Linked DNA regions of Mus musculus: region 1 is linked to region 2. A link is a contact called in public ChIA-PET data. All regions are on one chromosome and are shown on one strand. The core of a region is the stretch at or near the end of the contact, and the rest is flanking DNA. Distances in the headings are between cores, read along the strand shown.

The links. ChIA-PET counts read pairs in DNA pulled down with a chosen protein or histone mark.
Region 1: a contact with region 2 is called in an RNA polymerase II ChIA-PET map of memory CD8 T cells, with 468 read pairs. The contact joins the promoter of Nol7 here to the enhancer-like site in region 2. A contact is called at or near these places in 6 of 39 promoter capture datasets (3T3-L1-derived adipocytes, the C10 cell line, the HPC-7 cell line and 2 more), 8 of 484 Hi-C or Micro-C datasets (the G1E-ER4 cell line, the HL-1 cell line, embryonic stem cells and 3 more), 5 of 115 datasets of contacts at active chromatin or transcription factors (CD8 T cells, effector CD8 T cells, epiblast stem cells and 2 more) and 2 of 9 other capture datasets (adipose tissue and liver).

The regions. Positions count from the first base shown.
Region 1 is chr13:43,396,870-43,401,632 of GRCm38.p6, forward strand. Nol7 (nucleolar protein 7) reads left to right here and starts at 1,507. Exons shown (of 8, transcript NM_023554.2): 1 at 1,507-1,789; 2 at 1,866-1,926; 3 at 2,642-2,700; 4 at 3,724-3,752; 5 at 3,984-4,065; 6 at 4,428-4,549; 7 at 4,631-4,708. The coding sequence starts at 1,536.
Region 2 is chr13:43,266,072-43,271,016 of GRCm38.p6, forward strand. The region is part of intron 1 of Gfod1 (glucose-fructose oxidoreductase domain containing 1); the gene reads right to left. It overlaps LOC115488162 (a long non-coding RNA gene), which reads right to left. Exons shown (of 2, transcript XR_003950633.1): 1 at 1-4,945. Among named protein-coding and RNA genes, the nearest start is that of Gfod1, 36 kb to the right of the region's middle. Within about 2 kb of position 3,165, at least 106 of the 459 cell types and tissues checked have an H3K27ac peak or open chromatin away from gene starts, as enhancers often do. A contact at or near this core is called in CD8 T cells, the HL-1 cell line, the HPC-7 cell line and 4 more, where this site is marked.

The DNA of each region.
Region 1 (4,763 bases), core at 257-2,756, 130 kb after region 2:
TTATGTAGCGGGCGGTGGTGGCGCACGCCTTTAATCCCAGCACTCTGGAGGCAGAGACAGGAGGATTTCTGAGTTCAAGGCCAGCCTGGTCTACAAAGTGAGTTCCAGGACTGCTAGGGCTACACAGAGAAACCCTGTCTCGAAAAACAAAACAAAACAAAACAACAAAAAAAAGTGGTTGTGTGCTGCTTGACATAGGTACTAGAAACTGAACTAAGGTTCTCTGGAAGAGCAAGCAGTAAGTTGAAGTTCTCTTAACTGCCGAGCCGTCTCTCCTGCCCTCTGTGACACTTTAATGCGGCATCTACACGTATGGACCATCACATGCTTTTGGTAGGTTGTCACCGGGCTTCAGTTTAACCTCTCTCAATGCTAGTTACTGTAGGGGTCTGCTGATGCAAACATTTGTTTTCTTGCAATAGGTTTCACTTTAGTTCAGGCTGGCCCAGACTTTAAGATGTTCTTGCTTCGGCTTCCCGAGTGCTGGGATTTCAGGCGTGCACTACTCTGCCGGACTCAGAGAATGTTTTTCATTTGTATTTTCTATCTGACCGAGCCCAGACGTTTCAGAGCCACCCTCCCCATCCTTCTCTGCCTACGATGTCTCTAGCAGTTCTTGTTTTGTTTTGTTTCTGAGACAGGGTTTCTCTGTGTAGCCTTGGCTTTCCTGGAACTCACTCCATAGACCAGGCTGGCCTAGACTCACAAGAGTTCCTCCTGCCTCTGCCCCGCACCACTAGGATGAAAGGCATGCACCACCACCTACAGGCCTTGTTTTGATCTTTTTATCCACACTTATTTGTTCTTTTTAAATTGGAAACTGCTTCTAAACAAGAGGGGGGGGGGGATAAGGTTTAGAAGTAGGAAGTATATATGTTAACTAACCATTTGTCGAACATATAGTGTGACATTAGAAATCAATGACTTTAGAATGGTAGAAGCAACAGCCAGGTGACTTGAGTATTTAGAGAATAGTGTAACTAAACATGCCATGGTCTCTGGGTGGGACGTTGAAAGTCAACCGTTCTGCGTAGGGGAACACATATCAGAGAGGACAGCTCATCCAAGTGCACGGATAGATTAGGGAATGAAGAATCATTTCCTACTGTATAGCTGGTAAAAGACATCACGTGGGCCATGTATTCCCAAAAAATATATGGGCAGAGGATTGCAAGGGTTGGAGGGGGTGGGGGTGGTGATGGGGGTGGGTCGTACACAATACATACAGGGATGCATCTCACAAGCAACGATGGTCATTTATTTCGTTATTTATTATACCCTTGCCTCTGTTCCATAGATCTAAGCAACCTGGGGGAGAAAAAAAAAAAAAAAAAAAAAAAAAGGCGGCGACACCTAGCAGCACGAAACCACGCCCTCTTACCCCCCCCCCCCGTCTCAGCCATGAAAAGCCCCGCCCTCCCGCGCACGCGCCTCAGCACGTTTCGCGGCCTCCGAACCAGCAGAGGGCGTAGAGAGCGCGCACCGCGCACGGCTGCTTCCGGGTCAAGGGTCAGACAGCCGCCTTTCCGTTTGCCATGGTGCAGCTCCGGCCCCGCTTGTCGCGTATTCCCGCGCCGGCTGAGGCGATGGTGGACGAGGACCAGGCGGCCTCGGAGGAGGAGGAGGCGGAGCACGGCCTGCTGCTCGCGCAGCCTAGCAGTGGCGCGGCCGCCGAGCCCCTGGACGAGGAGGAGGACGCGGACGACGAAGCCCCGGAGGAGCTGACTTTCGCCAGCGCCCAGGCGGAAGCCCGGGAGGAGGAGCTGCGCGTGCGCGCGAGTGCTCGCAGGTGCAGCGCCCGGGAATGTTGGCGCCTCGGGACTCCCCAGGCTCGGCCGGCGCTGACCCGACTCCTTTCCTTCCAGGGATAAAACGCTGTTGAAGGAGAAGAGGAAACGGCGCGAGGAGCTGTTCATCGAACAGAAGGTTGGACGCGGGACTTGTCGCTTATGTAAACTCGGCCGGGGCTAGAGTTCCCTTGCTAAAAGCTCCTTAAAGGATAGGGTACTGGAGAGGTGCAAGGGCCATTGGCGTTTCTTGGAGTCTGCCGTAATTCAAAGTAGGCGTGGAAGCACTGACACTCATCTATCCCTGACAGTAGGTCTTACAGGCTTCCAGAGGTGGTGAGGTTTGCTTGAGTTTTTAAAATTCTAGGCTGGAGCTAATGATTTCTTTTTTCGCACCCCAGAGATCTGATTTCGAGTGGCCATACCTAAATACCTTTCAGTTAGTAGCCGGGATACTTGAACGTTGAGCTACTTTGGGTAAAATGACAGGGAATGTATTGGGCTTTCTTTTCTTTTCTTTTTTTTTTTTTTTTTTTTTTTTTTCTTCCGAGACAGGGTTTCTCTGTATAGCCCTGGCTGTCCTGGAACTCACTTTGTAGACCAGGCTGGCCTCGAACTCAGAAATCCGCCTGCCTCTGCCTCCTGAGTGCTGGGATTAAAGGCGTGCGCCACCATGTCCGGCCTGTATTGGGCTTTCTAAATCCAGTCTTAATGTTGTCGGTTTAGAGGCAGCAGGGACGTATTCACAGATTGGCCCGAATTCAGGACTGTTCGAAATGAGTAACGTTAGAAGTTATCTCCAGGCATACCTGTACCTCACTTTAACTTGTCATCAAATGTCTTTATCCCCAAAGAAAAGAAAGCTGCTTCCAGATGCTGTATTAGAGCAGCTAACTACAGCTTCAGAGGCCGAGTAAGTATTGCAGTTTCTACGTGCATAAAGTCTGTAGACCCTAAGAAATTCTCCCCAAACTTAAAAGCTACACAGTGCTTTTGGAGTTCCTCAACTTTGTCTAGCAAGATAGATGGTAAGTAAGTGACTGAGAACATTTAGTGTTGCAGCAGGAACTTAAACCCAGACTTTCCTTTAGCTTGCTCTACCTGCCGCCACCCCTTTCTCTGTTCCTCATTTCGTTTAGCAGCCGTGTTGCCAGTGCTTCAAACCCAAAGCTTGAGTTTACGCCCTGCTGAATTCACTCCTTGGTACATTCTTTTTGTTTTTCTAGACAGGGTTTCAGTAGCCCTGACTGTCATGTAACTCTTGCTCTGTAGACCAGGCTGACCTCAAACACAGATTTGCCTGCCTCTGCCTCTTGGTGCTGGGATTAAAGGTGTGCACCACCACACCTGACCTTAGAACATTCTAACTTCTCAAGTCTTTTTTCTTTTAAATCAGAATAGTAGTTCCAAATTGTTGGTTACTTTCCATAATTATTCAGATCTTTAATCCATGAGGTATATAAGCAGATGTTTGTGCTTTTAGGTGAGGTCCTTCTCTTTCCTACCCGAGGTCAAGTGTGGACCCTTTCTTCTCGCTCCCTCCTCCATAACTTCCCATCTGTACAGGCCTCTGTGCTTTCTCTTCCAGGCAGTTTAGTCACTCCGTAGGTACCTGGAACTCATCCTTGGTCTCCAGGGTCCAAACTGTTGTCTAAATCTAGTTTCTCAATACTGTGAGACTAGCACCAGCCTTTACTTGATCTTTGGAATGCTAAGTTAACAGTTCTGAGTTTCTATTAACAGTGCTCAAATTTAAGTTCTGAGGACACTCCATACTAGTCAAATGACTGGGAGTTGTGGCAGCGCTGTGTGGCTCAGTGAGGAAAGATTAAGGGCAGGGGTCATGAAATCGAGAGAGGATCTTGGATACTTGTTTTGAGTACTCTCTATTGCCTGCCAGTCCCATCTTTCGTTTTTTTTTTTTTTCCTCCCGCAGCATAAAGAAATCACCAGAAAACGTAAAAGGTATGACTTGTCCTTGGTTAAGTAACTTCATGTAATGGTAAAGTGCACTTGCAGAAATTTTTGGTTATTTGTGGTCCTTAGGCCTGGCCAAAGTTGGCTTAAGCCTGTTTTCCACTATTTTCTTCAAAATAAAACCTGTACTCACATGATAGGTGGTCACCAAAGTGAGTAACTTCCATTAGGTGTTAATTTATATAAATACTACTTACAAAGTGGATCTTATTTTTTCAGTTAATTTGAAAAAGAAAAGTGAACAGCATGCAAAAGGAAGAAACTCCAAGAAAGTTAAAGTACAGAAAGTGCAGTCTGTCGGGTAATGAGTTTTGTTCCGTTTTCCCCGTGGGATGCAGTTTCCATGTAGTTGATAGTATTGGTTTACTTGTAGAAAAGTATCAGTTTTGATAGTAACAAAGTGAGATCATGTAGGCGTTAGGAGTCATAAAGTACAGTCCCTGCCTTGTTTCTGTGAGGCCCTGAGTTTGACACCACCCTAACCCCATCCACCTTAAGGACGGAAAAAGTTGGGTTAAGGATGTTGGCCAAGTGGTACAGTACGTACGTAGTGTATGGGAGCCACCTTGGGTTGACTGTCCCCAGCACCATACACTACAGAGTTATGCAGGAGAACAAGCATGTACCCTCTAATTTACGTTGACCTTTTGTATTAATCACCAGTCAGATTGAAAGCTACATGGCTGTAAGGCTTAAAGATGAAGATCTGAGAGATTCAAGGCAAGAGGCAGCCAAACACTTCATCCACAGTTGTTTATATGGTTCAGATTCCAAAAGGACTACTGGTAATTTTCTTATGGACTATGTCTGTCTCTCCCTTAGTTTCTCACAATGACAAAGCAGTGATGTGTGATTCTTCCCTTTAGTAAACAAGTTCCTGTCTCTGAACAACAAGAGGTCACCAGTGAAAAAGGCTGCAGCCCAGTTTCTGACTAGCACCTGGGGTAAGATAGCGCGTTCATCTGTTGGCTTTAGTAGTTTTTACAAATAAAAGGTTTT
Region 2 (4,945 bases), core at 1,915-4,414:
ATGTTAAAGAATAAACACATGCACACATATGCACATGCATGCATGCATGCATGAACACACACTAATCTGAAGTTGAAAGTCAATCACTTTCTTTTTAATCTGCCCATTTGCTGATCTGGAAGTGAGGCAGGCACACTGCACAAAAACATGCAGCCATCCATCCCTGGCCATCCGATCCTGCAACCTACATTCGTATGATCTCACAGAAAAAGAGCACAAAGCTACATCTGTCCTCACGACGGGCTGAGCTGTGCCTCTCCAAAAGCTACAGACACCCTTCGCCCCTGACATCTGTGAAGGCTACCTTGATGAAATTCAAGTTGTCCCAGCCAGAACGGCTAAGATCAGGATCACACTGACAATAAGTGACCGTGAGGCTCTGGGAAAGAGGAACCGGATTCAAGACTGTTGGGAGAGAGACTACTGCAGTCATTGTGGAAACCACTAAAGGGGTTCCTCAAAAGTCTCAAATAGAACTACTACGTGGGTCGGCTAGACCAAGCCTGGGCATATATCCAGAGGACGCTAAATCAGCCACCACAGAGATACTTGGGTAACTATGTTTATTGCTGGTCTGATCACAATAAGAGAGGCCCGGAACCAGTCTGATCAAACAGACGTATACACAAAGGAAAACACGAGTTAACTTTAAAATAGTGGCTGGGAGTGGCGGTGCACACCTTTGATCCCAACATTCAGGGAGGCAGAGGCAGGCAGACCTCTGGGAGTTAGAGCCAGCCTGGTCTATATAGTGATTTCCAGACTAGCTAGAGTTATACAGTGAGACCCTGTCTTTAAAAAAAAAAAAATTAAAGAAAAGGAAATAAACAAAGAAAATTACAATTACAGCTGGGCGTGGTGGCACACACCTTTAATCCCAGCACTCGGGAGGCAGAGGCAGGTGGATTTCTGAATTCAAGGCCAGCCTGGTCTACAAAGTGAGCTCCAGGACAGCCAGGGCTATACAGAGAAAACCTGTCTCGAAAAACAAAAAACAAAAAGCAAATCAAAAAAAAAAATTAAAATTACAACAGAGATAATGAGATACTAGTATTGTTCCAGGAGCATAAAGATAGTCCACAGACCCTCACAGTCCTGGAAAGAGACCACCACCAAACTCCTACTGTTCACCCATTAGCTAGTCCTTTTATGGTTTGTTGCATCAGCTCTTAGAAAGAAAGACTAGCCCACCGAATGACTAAAACCTCCAAGAACAACACATAACCCCACAGACAGCCCAAGCAGAGGATGATAGTTGCATCCCAGTCATCCTGAGGAGAGAAGAGGGAGGATGTTAACAGGGCCCTCCTCTGCCCCGCCCCCATCCTACTTCCCAGCCCTTCTGTGATGCCTCTTTTAAACCAAATCAAAGCGAAGCACCACTGAGCAGGCTGGTACAGACCTGCCATCCTAACCAACTTAGGAGGTTGAGGCAGGAGGATCACACATTCAAGGCTAGCCTTGGACCACTTAGTGAGACCCTGTCTTAAAATGAAAGTGGTAAGAAGAGAGCCAGAGATGGACCTCAGTGACAGAGCACACACCTAGTGCATGAGGCCTTGGGTTCACTCAATCCCTGAGACGCAATATCTCATGCATGAAACCAAGGGGGAAAAATAGACAAATCAAGATAGATAGATAGATAGATAGATAGATAGATAGATAGATAGACAGACAGACAGACAGACAGGTAGACAGATATATGATTGATAGATGACAGTCAGATAGATGATAGATAGATGGATAGAGAGATAGATAGATGGATAGACAGATAATTGGTAGGTAAATAGATAGATGGATGGATAGACAGATAATTGGTAGGTAAATAGATAGATAGATAGACAGACAGACAGACAGACACATAGATAGATACAGGTATCCACCATTTCCTCTGAGTGAGTATAGCCCTTCCCTCCTGTGATCACATAGGTCCCCACACTCACATGTCACCTAGAGAGCAGATACGTCCCACTCTCTGCAATTCTACCAAGTGTTCTTCATCCTCCCACATGCCACTCAGAATTTGGAGGGGATAACTGGCAGCCAGGGAGGGATAGCACACTGCCTGGTCCTTTTGTGGGCTGCAAAGGGGCAGGGCAGCTCAACAAGTGACTCAGAGGCAGCTCTTCAGATCCCAGGACCTTGGCTTTACCTCTAGCTGCCACTGACAGAAAAAGCTCTGCTTGTCCTGAAATGAAGACCCTCAACAACACGATGAATGCTTGCAGCTAAGATTTTCTGCCACCTTATTTTGTGGTTCTCACTCAAGTTCAGAATTTAGTCATCTGACACCCTCAGACCTCTGAGTATGCTCCATACACACGTGCACTCATGGCTCCCAGCTCTTGGCCTTGCACACATCTAGCAGAAGCGTGTGGCTCCTTAACAACTCTGGAAGCTTGGCAATGAGTGGATGCATGTAGAGGTGTGTGTGTGTGTGTGTGTGTGTGTGTGTGTGTGAGTATGTGTATAGGTCAGGTTTCTGACCCCACAGAATTGAGGGCACATCCCCAGTTGCTTCTCTCAGAAGTCCCTATCACTGAATCACCATAGTAATTCCAGACGCCACCCTTTGCCCTTCGAGGGTTTTGGTTTCCTGAAAGGGAAAGCCAACCCCAGGCTCAGAGAAGCTCAGAAGCGCCTAGTGAATAGAAAAGCCACCTTGTCACTGTTTTGCAGGCACCAAGGACCACAGCGAGTGTTATTTTAAAGAGGAAACCCCGCCCTAACTCACCAATACTGTGACAGTTTGACAGGGATGTCAGAGATTCGAGAAGGGGTGTCATTAAGCCATAACCATTGCAAATCCCAGGTCCCGACAGTGCCTGTCAGTTGAGCCCATCCCAGCACCTGACATCCTGACTGAACTCAAGAAACCCATTCAGAGAAGAAGCAAACAGCTCTGCCCAATTAAGCTCAGATAGCCACACACAGTGTGGGGGAACAGGAAAAGGTCAAAGGTCAAATCGTGACGTCACTTGCCCACACTACTTCTCCCCACACCCACACCCACACACACTCAAATCTGCCCCCGCCATCACCTCCTGCATTCCCAGGCAGTCACTTTGGAGGCCACAGAAAAGACGACTCAGTTCCTCACCCTCTCTCTGCAGACTTGTGACGTCAGGTTCATGTGTGGGGTTTCCCCCACCCATAAGCAAGTCACAGCTGCAGCAGCAAACACCAACTGGGTGTCTGCTCACTTCATTCCATTCTCACAGGATGAGCCCAGAATTGGTGGCAGGTCCCATAGGTTGAGGGCTGAGTTCCAGGGCTGCCTCTGCATAAAAACACACAAGTCCAGGCTATCCTGCCTCCCTCTGATCCACCTGCTTTAAACTAGGGTGCTATTAAAAATAGTAAGAATCATAACAAATAGGCTATGACATAGCTTAATAAGAGAACACACACAAAACCCTGGGCCCAATCCCCAGCACCAGTTTTTGAAACAAACAAAACAAACATATGAATGAATGAATGAATGAATGAATGATTCTTTATTCTGTCTCCCAGTGTGATAGAGCTCATGTGTACCCAGTCATTGGGGAGTACAGACAACAAGAAGAATTGCATGCTTAAGGTCAGCCTGAGTGGTATAGGGAGAGTCAGGCTCAAAATTAATTATTTAAGCCAGGATTAGTTAATTAACTAAACCAGGTTCCTGTCACCTCCCCTCTGGTTCAATTAATTTACTTGTACAGTTCACAGAACCCTGGGAAACGCATCTACTGGTTTATCAGATTTGTAAGGCTGGGTGACAAAGCACTTGGCTCATTTGAATGAGGCCCTAAGTTCAATCCCCAACACACACACACAAAGAAATGACAAAGGACACTAATCCTTTGGGCATGGGGCTTAGAGTGCCCCCATCCCTCTCTGGAAGTGCCACTCCTGCCTGATGTGTTCTGCTACCCAGAAGAATGGGGGTGGGGTGGGGGTGGACGGATTATAGACACTTCATTAAGAAGACTTGGTGATGAAAGCCACCGCCAATAAACTTGACCTTCAACCTTTCTCTCTTCCCGGAGGCAGTGGGTTGAGCTGAGAGCCTCACTTCTCTAACCCTGCCAATCTTTCCTGTGACTGTCCTCAGCCTGACATCATGCAGGGGCTGCCAGCCTTCAGCCCATTCATTAGCTTTCAAAAGCCACTCAGCACGGTGAGATCTAAGGATTTAAGGATGTGTGCCAGGAGAAGGGAAGGGAGATCAGATATCTACGATCTACTCTATTCCGGCTTCCTTCAGCAGTCATTCCAAACAGGACAGGACTTGGCTCCATCACTGCTCTAGTTTGACGACTGTTCGGATTCATGAGTGTATATTGCTGGACACAAGGCTGGGAGCTCTCTGTGCACTCAGCCTAGCTCCCGCCCAAGACAGTCCTCAGCTTAGCACTGCTCATCCCAAGCTGCGTGTCACGTGCAGGATAAAGCACAAGGCCATGATGCTACCTTGCAGCGGTTCCCACAGGGTAAAAACAACGTGAAGTTTCTGGGCCAGAATGTAGCTTAATGGTTGTTCATTTGACTAACATGCACAAGGCTCTATCCCTAATGCCACAGAAGGAAGTAGAGTTTTTAGCTGGGCATGGTGGCATGGGCCTTTAATCCCAGCACTCAGGAGGCAGAGGCAGGTAGATCTCTGAGTTCAAGGCCAACCTGGTCTATAAACCTGAGTGAACTCTACACACAGAGAAACCCTGTCTTGAAAAACAGAGAGAGAGATAGACAGAGAGAGGGAAAAAGAGACAGAGAGTAAGGAAATGGAATTTTTAGACAATACTCTAACTTTAAATTAAAAAAAAAATACATAAAGACTCCCAGCATTCAGGAGCCTTGAGCAAGAGAGAGAGGGAGAGGGAGTGGGAGAGGGGCAGACAGACAGACAGACAGGCAGATGGAGAGGGATCGAGAGAGACAGAAAGAGAAACAGTGTCCTCACCTC